Regions from separate parts of the Sus scrofa genome. Here regions 2, 3 and 4 are each linked to region 1. A link is a contact called in public HiChIP or PLAC-seq and promoter capture Hi-C data. All regions are on one chromosome and are shown on one strand. Each heading gives the region's core, a stretch centred on a gene start, on an enhancer-like site or on the middle of the called end of the contact. The rest is flanking DNA. Distances are from core to core; before and after follow the strand shown.

Evidence for each region. Promoter capture Hi-C pulls out the DNA fragments that hold promoters and counts their contacts. HiChIP or PLAC-seq counts read pairs in DNA pulled down with a chosen protein or histone mark.
Region 2: a contact with region 1 is called in a promoter capture Hi-C map of liver, with 4 times the contacts expected there. The contact joins the enhancer-like site here to the promoter of BTBD2 in region 1. A contact is called at or near these places in 2 of 5 promoter capture datasets (both in liver), 7 of 47 Hi-C or Micro-C datasets (alveolar macrophages, embryonic fibroblasts, heart right ventricle and 4 more) and 1 of 2 datasets of contacts at active chromatin or transcription factors (alveolar macrophages).
Region 3: a contact with region 1 is called in an H3K27ac HiChIP or PLAC-seq map of skeletal muscle, with 2.8 times the contacts expected there. The contact joins the promoter of REXO1 here to the promoter of BTBD2 in region 1. A contact is called at or near these places in 2 of 2 datasets of contacts at active chromatin or transcription factors (alveolar macrophages and skeletal muscle).
Region 4: a contact with region 1 is called in a promoter capture Hi-C map of fetal liver, with 2.3 times the contacts expected there. The contact joins the promoter of SF3A2 here to the promoter of BTBD2 in region 1. A contact is called at or near these places in 1 of 5 promoter capture datasets (fetal liver), 2 of 47 Hi-C or Micro-C datasets (fetal skeletal muscle and skeletal muscle) and 1 of 2 datasets of contacts at active chromatin or transcription factors (alveolar macrophages).

Annotation. Positions count from the first base shown.
Region 1 is chr2:76,537,008-76,540,226 of Sscrofa11.1, reverse strand. BTBD2 (BTB/POZ domain-containing protein 2) reads right to left here and starts at 1,689. Exons shown (of 9, transcript XM_021084208.1): 1 at 1,304-1,689. The coding sequence starts at 1,680.
Region 2 is chr2:76,308,451-76,311,669 of Sscrofa11.1, reverse strand. No RefSeq gene overlaps it. Among named protein-coding and RNA genes, the nearest start is that of OAZ1, 13 kb to the right of the region's middle. Within about 2 kb of position 1,784, at least 15 of the 83 cell types and tissues checked have an H3K27ac peak or open chromatin away from gene starts, as enhancers often do. A contact at or near this core is called in alveolar macrophages, liver, retroperitoneal adipose tissue and 1 more, where this site is marked.
Region 3 is chr2:76,692,801-76,696,019 of Sscrofa11.1, reverse strand. REXO1 (RNA exonuclease 1 homolog) reads right to left here and starts at 1,751. Exons shown (of 16, transcript XM_003123002.4): 1 at 1,473-1,751. The coding sequence starts at 1,629.
Region 4 is chr2:76,403,383-76,406,601 of Sscrofa11.1, reverse strand. It overlaps SF3A2 (splicing factor 3A subunit 2), which reads right to left and starts at 1,720. Exons shown (of 9, transcript XM_021084193.1): 1 at 1,234-1,720. PLEKHJ1 (pleckstrin homology domain-containing family J member 1) reads left to right here and starts at 1,432. Exons shown (of 6, transcript XM_003123020.6): 1 at 1,432-1,988; 2 at 2,072-2,139; 3 at 2,299-2,365. The coding sequence starts at 1,895.

The sequences.
Region 1 (3,219 bases), core at 440-2,939:
CAATGCATATGAAATAATCACTGAAAGGCTAAAAAGAAAAAGAACTAGCACCTTCAATGGAGGACGCCCACAGAGCAGGAATGTGGGGTAGGAACGGTGCGAGGGAGGCTGGGGGCTCAAAGGCAGCACATCCACCACCTCCAGCTCTGAGTTTTCGGTGGGGGGGGGGGCTGCAACACACACATGGTCCTGAGGACCCAACCACGGGCCTGGAACCTTCCTTGGACAGGAATTTAGACCCAGTTGTTCATTAATAACCAAGAAAAACCAGAAAGAAGGATTTCAGAGGCACAGGCTAAACAAAAGCCACACATCAGAAAGGTAGAGAGGACCCTCACAGCAGGCTGGGGGACACTCCAAGCAGAATGAGGAGAATCCCCCTAACCCCTCCCCTAACAGAACCCCCTCAGCGCCTCCCCGCTACCCAGAGAGCAGGGCCAGAGGAACCAGCAGTGGGCAGGGCAGTGTCTGACATCAGCCCCACCCCACCTAAGGGCCTGGGGGCCGCATCCTAGAGACTGGCAGAGGGATGGGGCCTGGACCCAGAACTCCCGCCTCTGGAGAAGAGGCCTTGGGGGTAAGGGGTCAGGGAGCTGAGGGCAGCACCGAGATGGGGGGTCACTGCAGGTTCTGTGGCTCAGGAGTCTGGGGGTCTTGGGTTCATGAGCTGGAGGTCTGATGAGGCTCTGGGGGTCTAGCCCCAAAAAGGATGGGGAAGTCAGGGGGAGGAGGTCATGATGGAGGATGTGGAGGGAGGTGGCTGTGTCTGGGGTCCTCAGGCTGGCCAAGCTGGGACAGCAGGGCCTGGAGAGCCTGGCAGGGGTTGAAAGGTCCCAGGAACGCCAGGGGTGGAAAAGGTCCCTTGGTCTGGGAGATCCTGGCCAAGGTGGTGGGGTCAGGGGTCGCAGAGCCAGGAGTCACTGATGAGAATGAAAAGGCAGAGGGTCTCAGGACCAGAATATGGCTAGTATCTGGAAATACGGGGTGGATGGGCGCCTGGTAGGGCCGAGGAAGGATGGGGCCTGAGGATGATGGGTACTGGGGACGAAAGGGTCCTAGAGACACTGGATGTCCGGGGAGGGCAGGTCCCTGAGCCAGCAGGGTTCCGCGAATGGCGGGTCCCCGATCCAGGGAAGATGGGTCCTGGGGATGGCGGGGTTGGGGGCCGGGGGTAGGTCCCAGGGGTGGCAGGGTTCGGGGACGGTAGGTCCAGGGGGTTGGTGGATCCCAGGGGTAGCGGGGTTCGGGATGGCAGGGGCGGGGGCGGAGGGTTCGGGACGGCGGTCCCGGGACAGCGGCCCACCTGTGCGCCGGGATGCGCTGCGCGCCGAGCCCCTTGCCCACCAGGAAGTGCACGTCGCAGAGCACCTCGTTGTTGAAGAGGAAGGCGAAGCGCTCCTTCACCGTGGGCTTGGTGGCCTGCCAGTTGTAGACGGGCTCGCGCAGCAGCGCGGCCGCCCCCGGCTCCTCGGCCGCCCGCTCCCCGCCCGCCGCGGCCTGCGCGCCCGGCCCCGACACCGGCGGCGGCGGCCCGGGGGCGGCGGGGGCCGGAGCGGCGGCGGCGGCCGCCGCGTTGCCGGGAGCCGGGGCGGCGTTGGCGCTGGGCCCCGGGCCGCCCCCCGCTCCCGGGCCGACCCCCGGCGGGCACGACGCGCGCCCGCCGCTCCCACCCGCCGCCATCTTGTCGGTGCGGCGCCGGGCGGGGCGGGGCGGGGAGGGAGGGGGCGGGGGAGGGGGGGTAGAGCGGAGGGGGTGGGGCAAGGGGGGGGAGGAGGGGGCAAGGGGGGAAGGGAGGGGAGGGGGAGAGACCGGAGAGGAGGGGCAAGGGGGGGGGGGAGGGGGCGAAGGGGAAGGAAGGGGAAAATTAAGCGTCTAAAAAGTGACTGGGATGGAGTTCCCTGGTGGCTCAGCAGGTTAAGGATTTGGCGTTGTCATTGCTGTGGCTCGGGTCATTGCCGTGGCACAGGTTCGATCCCTGGCCTGGAAACATCTGCATGCCGGGCAGGGCAGAAAAAAAATAAAAGGGTTGGGAGACCTCAGGATTCTCAAAGCCTGGTCCTTCCCGTGGAGAAGGGATTTCTTCATTTGGGCGGTGGCCCATGGACCGCCCGCAAAGCCACAGGCAAGACATTCCTCCTCAGTGTCCAGTTTCAGCCCGAATCCTGGCCGGTTCTTACCTCCAAAGCAGACCTTGAATCGTCTCCCTTTTCCTGGGTCCCCTCGAGGACCGGCTCTGCTCTCACCTCAGGGAAGTAAATTTTTAACACTGGGCTGCATGGGGTTTTTTTCAGGGTGGGGGGCGCCCCCATGTTTTCATTTTGCACTGTTCCGGAGAATTCTGTGGCAGTCCAGGCCCCATTCCACTACCACTGTCGTCTAAAACTGCCCAGCTTGCTCCCTGACAACCACCAGCCCCAACAACCCAACCTTCCTTACTCTTTTTAGAATCTAGCCTCCTCCCAACTTAAACCAGGTCTTTGGGAGCCGCTGCTTAAAGCCCTCCAGGTGCTCCCCATGAAAGCCAAACCCCTTCACCTGGGAACTCAGCTCTGTGGATGTCATCAGCCCTCCTAGCTCCTTGGCATTAGCCCCACCCCTACGATAGACTTCCACTATCAGCCTTAGCCCCTGGATTTTAGACACTCCCACCTTGCCAGCCCACTGCCTCTGCCCTTTGGGGTGAGAAATGAACAGAAGGCCAAATCGTACAACATTATAACCATGCGCAAAGCCATCTCAAACCTGATTTTTTTTTCAAAGATCTTTGTTTCACTTTAAAAGTAATATATAGGGGGAGTTCCCGTTGTGGCGCAGTGGTTAACGAATCCGACTAGGAACCATGAGGTTGCGGGTTCGGTCCCTGCCCTTGCTCAGTGGGTTAACGATCCAGCGTTGCCGTGAGCTGTGGTGTAGGTCGCAGACGTGGCTCGGATCCTGCGTTGCTGTGGCTCTGGCGTAGGCTGGTGGCTACAGCTCCGATTGGACCCCTAGCCTGGGAACCTCCATATGCTGCGGGAGCGGCTCAAGAAATAGCTAAAAAAAAAAAAAAAAAAAAGTAATATATAGGAGTTCCCACTGTGACACAGTGGGTTATGAATCCGACTGCAGCAGCTCAGATCCCCGCAGCCCAGCACAGTGGGTTAAAGGATCTGGTGCTGCAGCAGCTGCAGCTCAAATTCAATCCCTGACCCGAGAACTTTGACATGCTGTGAGTGTGGC
Region 2 (3,219 bases), core at 535-3,034, 230 kb after region 1:
CTGAGCATCATGTCCCCAAGGTTCATCTATGTTGGAACAGGTGTCAGAGTCTCTCTCCTCCTTAGGGCTCTCTCTCCTCATTATAGGGATGGAACACATTGCATTTATGCATCATCCCTCAATGGACACTTGGGCTGCTTCTACCTTTGTTCATTGTGAATATGCTGCTGCGGACATGGGTGTGCAAATATTTGATTGAGATCCTCCTTTCTTTCTTTTTTTTTTTTTTTTTGGTCTTTTTTTTTAGGGCCATACCCATGGCATATGGAGGTTCCCAGGGTAGGGGTTGAATCCAAGCTGTGTCCGCTTGCCTACACCACAGCAACACTGGATCCAAGCCTCACAATGCTGGAGTCCTTAATCCGCTGAGCAAAGCCAGGGATTGAACCTGTGCCCTCATGAATACTAGTTGGGCTCGTTAACCACTGAGCCATGACAGGAACTCCCCCTGCTTTCTTTTTTTTATACCAGCTTTATGAGATATAATTTACATACTTTACTATTCACCCATAAAAAGTATATGGTTAGTAGTATTGAAATATATAAAGACAACCCACAAGGGTTACATATCGATGGATTACATTTTTTTTTTTTTTTGTCTTTTTGCCTTTTCTTGGGCTGCTCCCACGGCATATGGAGGTTCTCAGGCTAGGGGTCTAATCGGAGCTGTAGCTGCCGGCCTATGCCAGAGCCACAGCAACTCGGGATCCAAGCTGCTTCTGTGACCTACACCACAGCTCACGGCAATGCCAGATCCTTAACCCACTGAGCAAGGCCAGGGATTGAACCCGCAACCTCATGGTTCCTAGTTGGATTCCTTAACCATTGAGCCATGATGGCAACTCCGATTACATTTTTTTCTTGGCTGTGCCCACAGCACGCAGAAGTTCCCAGGCCGGGGATCGAACCCATGATATGGCAGTGACAAAGCTGGATCCTTAACCCGCTGAGCCACCAGGTAACTCTGGATGGATTTGATTTAGTAATGTTGAACGAATAGCCCTTGTGAGCTTATTTAGAATCTTAAAATAACACTTCACCTGGTAATTACTAAAATATACATTGGTCATTACCAAAATGGTGTACAAAGTGACCGAAAATAATTTAACCCCCTTCTACAGGAGGTGCCTGTACAAACCTCAGCTGACAAAGAAGCTATCCTGAACTGGCTGAGCTAAAAGTCACAGTATTGGAGTTTCCTTGTACAGCAGCTTAAGGATCCAGCCTTGTCACTGCTGTGGCAATTTCTCTTTTCCTTCCTTCCTTCCTTCCTTCCTTCCTTCCTTCCTTCCTTCCTTCCTTCTTTCTTCCTTGACCAAGTGGCAACATGCGGAAGCTCTAGGGCCAGGAATTGAGCCTCACAGCAGTGACCTGAGCCACAGCAGTGATAACACTGGGTCCTTAACCTTCTGAGCTACCAGGGGACTCCCACCCTGCAATTTCAAGATTCAGACTCTGGCCTCAGAACGTGTGAGAAGGAATTCCTGTTGATTTAAGCCCCCTAGTTTGCAGTCACCTGTTACAGCAGCTGCAGGAAACACATACACCCTGAATCTTCATCCCGCCCCATGTGGTGGTACCGAGAGACACAGCTCAGAAGGGGCTCAACCTTCAAAGGGACATTCTAAGACCTGCAACCACGTGTTTGCAGCTAGAAATTGTAGGCCACTTTGGGACCCCAGAGGAGAAGAGGGAAGTGGATTTTTTCGGTGACTTATCACCAGTAAAAACCCTGAACACACAAGTCCCCCCTGGAGGCACCAGGAGGCCTGACAAACAAATGGCAGCTTCCTGCTCTCTCCCAGCCGCACTCAAAAACAACTCTCCCGCCCTTCCCTGTGACGCAGGAGAAACAGGCACATTTAGAAATGTAGACAAGCTCAAAGAGGACAGTTTTCAAAACACCCACCAGCTCCCATCCAAAAACAGATGCTGTTTAATATTTGAGGGTTCTTTGCTTGGATGTTTTTGTAACCTTGTATTTCAATAGTATTTACATATTTATTTTTACAGGACTGGAATCATTAGTGAACGTCTGAACATCTTGTTTTGTAACCTGCATTTTTTTTCTCTTAAGGGTGTATTATGGTTTGGCAGTTGCTCAAAAAGCTAAACATGGAATCACCACATGACAGAACTCCTATGAATGCATCCAAAGGAGATGAAAGTGGGTACAAGAATAGATATTTGTCAGAGTTCCCATCGTGGCGCAGCAGAAGCAAATCTGACTAGAAACCGTGAGGTTTTGGGTTTGATTCCTGGCCTCGCTCAGTGGGTTAAGGATCCGGCGTGGCCATGAGCTGTGGTGTAGGTCGCAGATGTGGTTCGGATCCCTCGTTGCTGTGGCTCTGGCGTAGGCTGGTGGTAACAGCTCCGATTAGACCCCTAGCCTGGGAACCTCCATATGCTACGGGTGCAGCCCTAAAAAGACCAAACAAACAAACAAACAAACAAACAAAAAGAATAGATATTTGTACACACACATACAAAGCAGCGTGACTCACAAAAGCCAAAGGGTGCAAACAACCCAAATATCCTCTGAAGGGATTAACACACGTGACTGTCCGCATGTGGGAGCATCACTCATCCTGCAAAGGAGAAGCACCAACACTCCTACCACGTGGATGGACCTGGCGACCACGAGGCTCAGTGAGAGAAGCAGACACAGAAGGACACACAGTGTGGGACTCCATGGATGGGAAAAGTCCAGAACAGATGCACATCCACAGACAGAGGTGGGTTCCTGGTTGTTAAGGGCTGCCAATGGGAGGGTCAACAAACAGTTATTGTTTAATGGAAAGGCAATTCTGTTTGTGATAGGACAAAATTCTGGAAATAGTGATGACTACACAACAATCATCATGATAAAGCCAAAAAAAAAAAAAAGCGTGTTTTCTTTTCTACTCAAGGTTCTATAATAACCTATATGGGAAAAGAATCTGAAAAAGAATGAATATATGTATATGTATAACTGAATAGCTTTACTGTACTCCTGAAACTAACAACACTGTAAAGCCAACTATATTCCAATTAAAAAAATTTTTTCTTTTGTCTGCCTCCGAGCCATATGAAAGTTCCTGGGCCAGGGATTGAACCCACGCCTCAGCAGCAGTGCCTTGATCCACTGCAGAGACAACCCAGATCCTTAACCTGCTGAGCCACAAGCGAATTCCTAAAACTGGCAATTTTTATGTTATATGCATTTTACCATAACAACTT
Region 3 (3,219 bases), core at 502-3,001, 160 kb before region 1:
ACAAAATGCAGATGCACGGGGATCGGGGGTAGGCAGTGGCCTTTTCTCCTGTGGGAAGGGAAGCAGACAGGGCAACATCACCAAATGGGCTCTCAAAACCTGGCCTCTGGGAAAGTCACTGGCCATTCAAGAAATGAATAGCACAGGATGAACGCCCAAGAAGAGAGACCAGAGCTCCAGAGTTCAGAAGGCTGGAAGGCCATGTGGAGTCTGCAGACAAGTTGCTGCTGGGGGCATGGTCCCTCCCTATCTGTCCCAATGGTAAGGAGCATCACTCGCCAGGCCAGGCCAAGTCGGTCAATAGATGGATTGAAAACTGCACTGTCTTGAGTTGAAAAAGGACACCGGGAGGCCGTTGACACTCAGCTGGGGGTAAGGCACCGCTGGAAACTAAGGCACCTGTGGGCCAGGCCAGCTTCCCTCCTCAGGGGTAAGTTCCTGAGAGCAGGGCCCACAATGCACACAGCCCCAGGCCTGGCACAAATGTGGAGCCAGGCAACCAATGCTTGCATCTGGCTGGCTGTGAACAGTGGGTGGCAGGTGCAAAAAGTCAGGACAAACTTACAATGGAAATTTGAGAAAATGCTACCCCCTCCTTTTTTTTTTCTGGCAAAATGGGAGAACAAGCCCATTATTTAATCTTAGCAAGGGCGCTCCTCTTTGAAAGTTAAAAGGCTCTGAGATGGGGATTCTTTCATGGGGAAAGAGAGAGGATGCCGAATGAAGAATATGAGCCTGAAAGAAAAGGGGAGCCCAGTCCTGAAGGACAGGAGCCCCAGTGAGAGCCCGAGTTCCCCTCCGGAGTAAGGACATCCCTGCAAGCCTTTCCTCGCGGTGCCCCTCTTTTTGCCCCCATTCTTAACAGCTCAAGTCCCACACTCCCCACAAGCAGCGTGACCCCGGGCAGCTCTCACCGAACTCTGCCGCGACATTGATAATCACCACGGTACTGTAATGCTCAATCTAGAAACGTTCACTTGGAAGCCTGACCCCCACCCCAACACACACACAAGCAAGTGGATATGTTGGCACACGGCTCAACACACAGCCCAGGTTCCTAAGCAAGATCCTCTAGACTGCTACTGTAAACAAGAGAGGCCACAATCAGCGGCGCGGCGGCCGAAGAAGCGCAGAAGTAAACAAGGGCTGCCACGAGCACTCGGGGCCGGGGAGGCGGCGGGAACGGTTCCCCCGGCATGAGCTCGGGCCTGCCAACCAGTGTCGGCCGCGCTCCTTTCCCGAGCCCGGCGCGCTCCACCCTTGCGACGCCTCTAGGAGAACGGGTCCCTTCGTTGTTTACGTTTTGCACTCGTTGAAGCAGAGGTTTGCAGAGGTCGCTCAACGTGGGCCCCGGGTAGGTGGCCCGGACTTGGGGACACGTCGCCCGCGAGCGAGAGAGAAGAAGGTTGGGCGGGGAACTGGGGGCCAAGGAAGCCCGGGCGCCGGAGTGCTGAGCCCGGGGCGGGCATTACCTGCTGCGGGGGACGCCGCTCCGCCTCCCCCGGGTGCGCCCGGGCTCCGGGCCCCGCGGTGCCGGAAGTGGCAGTAGGGCCGCCGGCAGGGCCCCCCGGGCGCCCCAGCCCAATACGGGCAGTCGATGGCCCGGAAAAAGCCGGTGGAACGTAGCATGGTCCGTCCCGCGGCGGGGCCGCGGCCCGGAGCCGCCCGGGCCCACGGGCCCCTCACTGGCGCCGCGGTCGCCGCCGCCCGCGCCTCACGGACCCCGCTGCCGCCGCCATCTTGCTCCGAGGTCCCCGGAGGCCCCCGGGACGCCGCCGCAAGGGACCTCGGGAGCAGCTGCCCGAAGTGCGCCTGATCAGAAACACCTGCTCCCGCGGCCCCAAGGAGGGTCATGGACCCATGGCCCAGGACAGGCAGTCGCGGGGGTAGGGGTGGTGGGGGCGAGACGCCCTGCCTACTGTCTCCGGGAGCCTCGCCGGCGCCGCCGCCTGGCCCTCGGTGGCGGCAACAGCGCCATCTTGAGCCCCAGACCCCTGCGGCGCCTGGAGCTGTCCACGGCACGCCTGATCAAAAAAAAAAAAAAAGGCCCCCCTCATAGTCCAGCTGTGGCTTAGGTGCATTTAATTAGTTTTATTAGCACGTCTCCCTGAGGCGCCCTCTGCTGGTCAACACGAGTCCTGCGGGCGTGTCTCACCTGCACCTGGAGATCTGCACCGGAGTTACCCAGCTCAGGCTCTGAAACTCAACTCCGCCCGGGTTGACTTCGAATTAGTGCTCACGTTTTGCACTCGTTGAAGCAGAGGCTTGCGGAGGTCCCTCGACTTGGGCTCCGGGTGGACTCCCACTGGACTCTTGTCTGAAATCTCATCCCCAGGTCCACCAGCGGAACCCTATTCCGATTTACTCATTTGTCCACCAAATATTGACCCTAAACCGTATTTTATCTGTTCATCAGATAATAGATATTCAGGTGGTTTCCGCCTGTTTGTTGTGAATTGAGCCTCTGTGAACATGTGTGTATATGTATCTGAGTACCAGTTTTGTTTCAGTACTAGTTTTTCAAATGATGTAAATTTGTTTGTTGCCCTTTATTTAAATTGGGGGAGATGCTTCATAAAACTACAATTCCCAGCCTGCCCGCCAGCTGGCAATTGCCAAGGATCCCCGTGTGAGCACAGGGTGGGGGTGCAGTCTGTGCAGGTCATCTCCTCCCTCTCCCAGCCCATCTATCCTTACCTCAGCCACCTGGCCCCGGTGGCATTTGGGCCTGAGACCCCTCACCCCAGGGGTCTCTCGATGCCAGCGCCTCTTCCACCGCCAAGAGGAGGGAGGACCCCTCAGCCTGGCCCTGACAATGCTAGTGAGGTGAAGTCAGGTCACCCCTGAGCTTGCACTTACTAGATGCTTCCTCTGTACTCACTGACTGACCTTGGTTATTTACTCAACAAATATTTACCAAGGACCTACTATGTGAGTGCCAGACCCAGTGCTAGAGACATCAGTGAACAAAGCATAGATCCCCACCCTGGCAGTAGTAGCGTTCTAGAAGAGAGACAGCAGGAGATCAGTAAAGGAGATACTTAAGTACAAGGCCGAGAGTGCTCTTCTGGAGGATGGGTGATAGGGAGAGTAGGGAGCTGGGGAAAGGGGTGGTCCATGGAGTCTGATGGGGAAGTGGAATTTGAGCAGTTCAAGGAGAAAGCCAAGCAGGCATCTAGGGTAAAGGCATTCCAGGCAGAGGGCACAATATGTGCAAAG
Region 4 (3,219 bases), core at 471-2,970, 130 kb after region 1:
AGAACTCACAATAAATAAATGAGCTGACCTCTTCAAAAACTACTCCTTATGCTCTGATAAAAGGAACGAAAAAGATGGTCAGACTGAAAACTAAAGCCAGACCAGGGTAACCTGGACAGAAGGTTCTAGGACAACCACTCAGAAGCAAAGTGGGGGCTCCAGTCCCAAAAGCAGGATTAGGCCAGCTTTAAGAGGGAAATTTCCATGGGAGAAAGGAAAAAAGAAATCCATCTGTGGGAGTTCCCATTGTGTTAAGGACCAACATTGTCTCTGTGAAGATGGTTGTGTTCACTCCCTGGCCTCAATCAATGGGTTAAGGATCCGGCATTGCATCAAGCTGCCATACAGGCTGCAGCTGCAGCTGCCACTCGACCCCGGCCCAGGAATTTCCACGTGCTGCAGGTGCGGCCATAAAAAAAAAGAAAAAAAGAAAGAAAAAGCCATCCATTTGTTTAAATCTGTGGGAAAACACAACTAATCAGTGTGTGAAGTAATGACACGTTGAGAAAGAAACAAGCAAAACAAAACAAACAAACAAAAAAAACAGGCAAAGAAAATCAGGCTAACAGGAAAAGAAGAAATTAATTAGCTTTGGAGGACGATAGGAAAAACAGCGTAAGAAAAACAATACAGCTGAATACATTGCTTGCCTGAACAGCGAATACTATTTTCAGCCCTAAAAAATAAAACACGATCTGACAAAACTCACGATATCCACATTCAGAATATGGAGGGCGAGGTTGGAGAGGGTGGGTGGCAGATAGAAATGAAACCTCAAACCCGGCGCAGCCAAAAAGAATAACGTTATTTACAAAGCTGCTCTTGGTAGTTCTGAGCTGACAAAAGAACAGAAAAAAGAAGCGATCGGGCACCTAGTGTGACAGGTGGGGAAATCATTTAACTTTGTGGCACCGCTTGCCAAACGGGCCTGGCTAACGGGCCCTGGTGGCCTCGGGTGCGGTGCCAGGAGTTTCGCCGTCACCCCCACCCGTTACAGAAACCAGGTGACTCCCAGACCACATGGCCAGCATACCAACGGGCGACTGCCGGGGCACACGGAAAGCGCCTCGGGAGCTGCCGCCCTACCGGACCGGCATTTATGGCCCGAGCTCCGAGAGGGCGGGGAGCGGGCACCCACTCTCAGCCTGCGCCCCCGCCGACCGCCCCTCGCCCTCTCCCCTCCAGGGAACTCCCGGGGGTCTCCGCCCTAGCCCCTCGCCGCTCCTGACTCGCCTGCGCGGCCTCACTGCCGTAGTCTATTCAGACTCCACCGTAACCGCCTATTCTGCCGCCACAGCCGCCGCGACAATTTCGACAGGCGCACGCGCGCCAAGGGCTAAGGAAGCACTTCCGAGGGCAGGCGAGGCGGGGCCTTCCGTGTGCGCATGCCCAGCCCGCCTAGCGGCGCGGGGCAGACGTTCCGGATGCTGGAGGTGAGTGGCGAGCCGGGAGTGTGGGCCGGAAGCCGAAGTGCGCGTGCGCGTCGGCCCCCACCCTCTCTCGGTGGGCCTAATTCGCGGGGCCACCTCTCGCGGGATAGCGAGTTGCGTCTCGCCCCACCTCCACTTCGCATGCTCCAGGTCGCTTCAGTTAAGGGCGCCATGGGTCGTGGCGGGCCACCTTATTGCATGGTTGTATATGGCAACCGTCCACCTTGCTCACTATCCCGTGCGCCCCGTGAGGGTTCACGTTCTATCCAGGCGGCTCCCAGCACTGTACTGACACGCACCAGTGATTGACAGGCTGAGCGGCCGCAGAACGCGCAGGCGTAGTTGCCCGGGCTGCGCTTCCGGAACGGTGCGGTGGGACTCTTTTGGCGCCGGCAACGGCGCGAGTGGGGACGGCGGCCGGTAAGGCGCGGTTTTCGTTCCGCGTTCCGGGTCCCGGCGGCGCCATGCGCTTTAACGAGAAGGAGCTGCAGGCGCTCTCCCGGCAGCCGGCCGAGATGGCGGCTGAGCTGGGCATGAGGGGCCCGAAAAAAGGAAGCGGTGAGCGGCCCGGGGCGCCCAAGCGGGCGGCAGGCGGGGCTGGGCAGCCACCGAACTCGCGCGAGCCTTCCTTGTTCCCGTAGTGGTGAAGCGGAGACTGGTGAAGCTGGTGGTCAACTTCCTCTTCTACTTCCGGACGGACGAGGCAGAGGTTAGGCGCTGGGGAGGGCGGGGTTGGGGGTAGGGGGTCGGGGCGAGGGCGTGGGGGGGGACCGGAGCCAGGGGGCGGGGCCGGGGTCTGAGGCGTGGGACGGGCTTGGGTGGCTGGAGGGTTCCCCGCACCGCCCCTTACGCGTCCATCTGCCCTCAGCCCGTCGGAGCCCTGCTGCTGGAACACTGCAGAGTCACCCAGGAAGAGCCCAGCGGCTTCTCCATCAGTGAGTGCGAACTGCGGCCAAGCTGCCCGGCCCCGCCCCGGCCCCTCTTGCATCTCTACCGACAAAGTCCATTGTCCCGAGCAGCCCCACTCGCCCTGGCTCCTCCCCGTGGGGCCCAGGCAGAGCTTGCAGCGAGGAGGGCGGGAGGCAAGAAGTCTGACATCAGAGTGGGCGCAGAGTTGTGTATTTCTGAAGAATCATCTCTGTCTCACGCCTCTTCTCTCAGCTTCTGGGGCGTCTTTGGCTTTGGTTTTTTTTTTTTTTTTTTTTTTTTTGTCTTTTTAGGGCCGCACCTCAGGTATGTGGAGGTTCCCAGGCTAGGGATCGAATGGGAGCTACAGCTGCTGGGTTACGCCACAGATCTGAGAAGCCTCTGTGACCTACACCACAATTCACCGCAATGCCGGGTCCTTAACCTGCTGAGCGAGGCCAGGAATTGAACCCACAACCTCATGGTTCCTAGTCGGATTCCTTTCCACTGGGTCGTGACAGAAACTCCAACCCTTGGCATTTCTTATCTTGTAGAAGCGTCACCCCATCTTCGTCTCCGTTTTCACAGGATACTGTTCTCAGGGTGGTTGTGTCCAGATTTCACTTTCCATAACAACACTAGACCTGTGGGTTAGAGGCTCACCCTTCTGCAGTGTGACCTCACCTTAGCTACTTAGGACCGCAGCGACCCCACAACCAGACAGAGTCACGGTCCCAGAAAACGTCTTAAACGTTTTAAGACTTGAACATATATTTTGAGGGGGATACAGTTCAACTCAAAGCCAGCTAGTGGGAGGCAGTGAGCCCAGGCTGGGGCTGGAGGAGAGGACAGTTCTGGGTTGGGCAGAGGTGGGAGTAAGTTG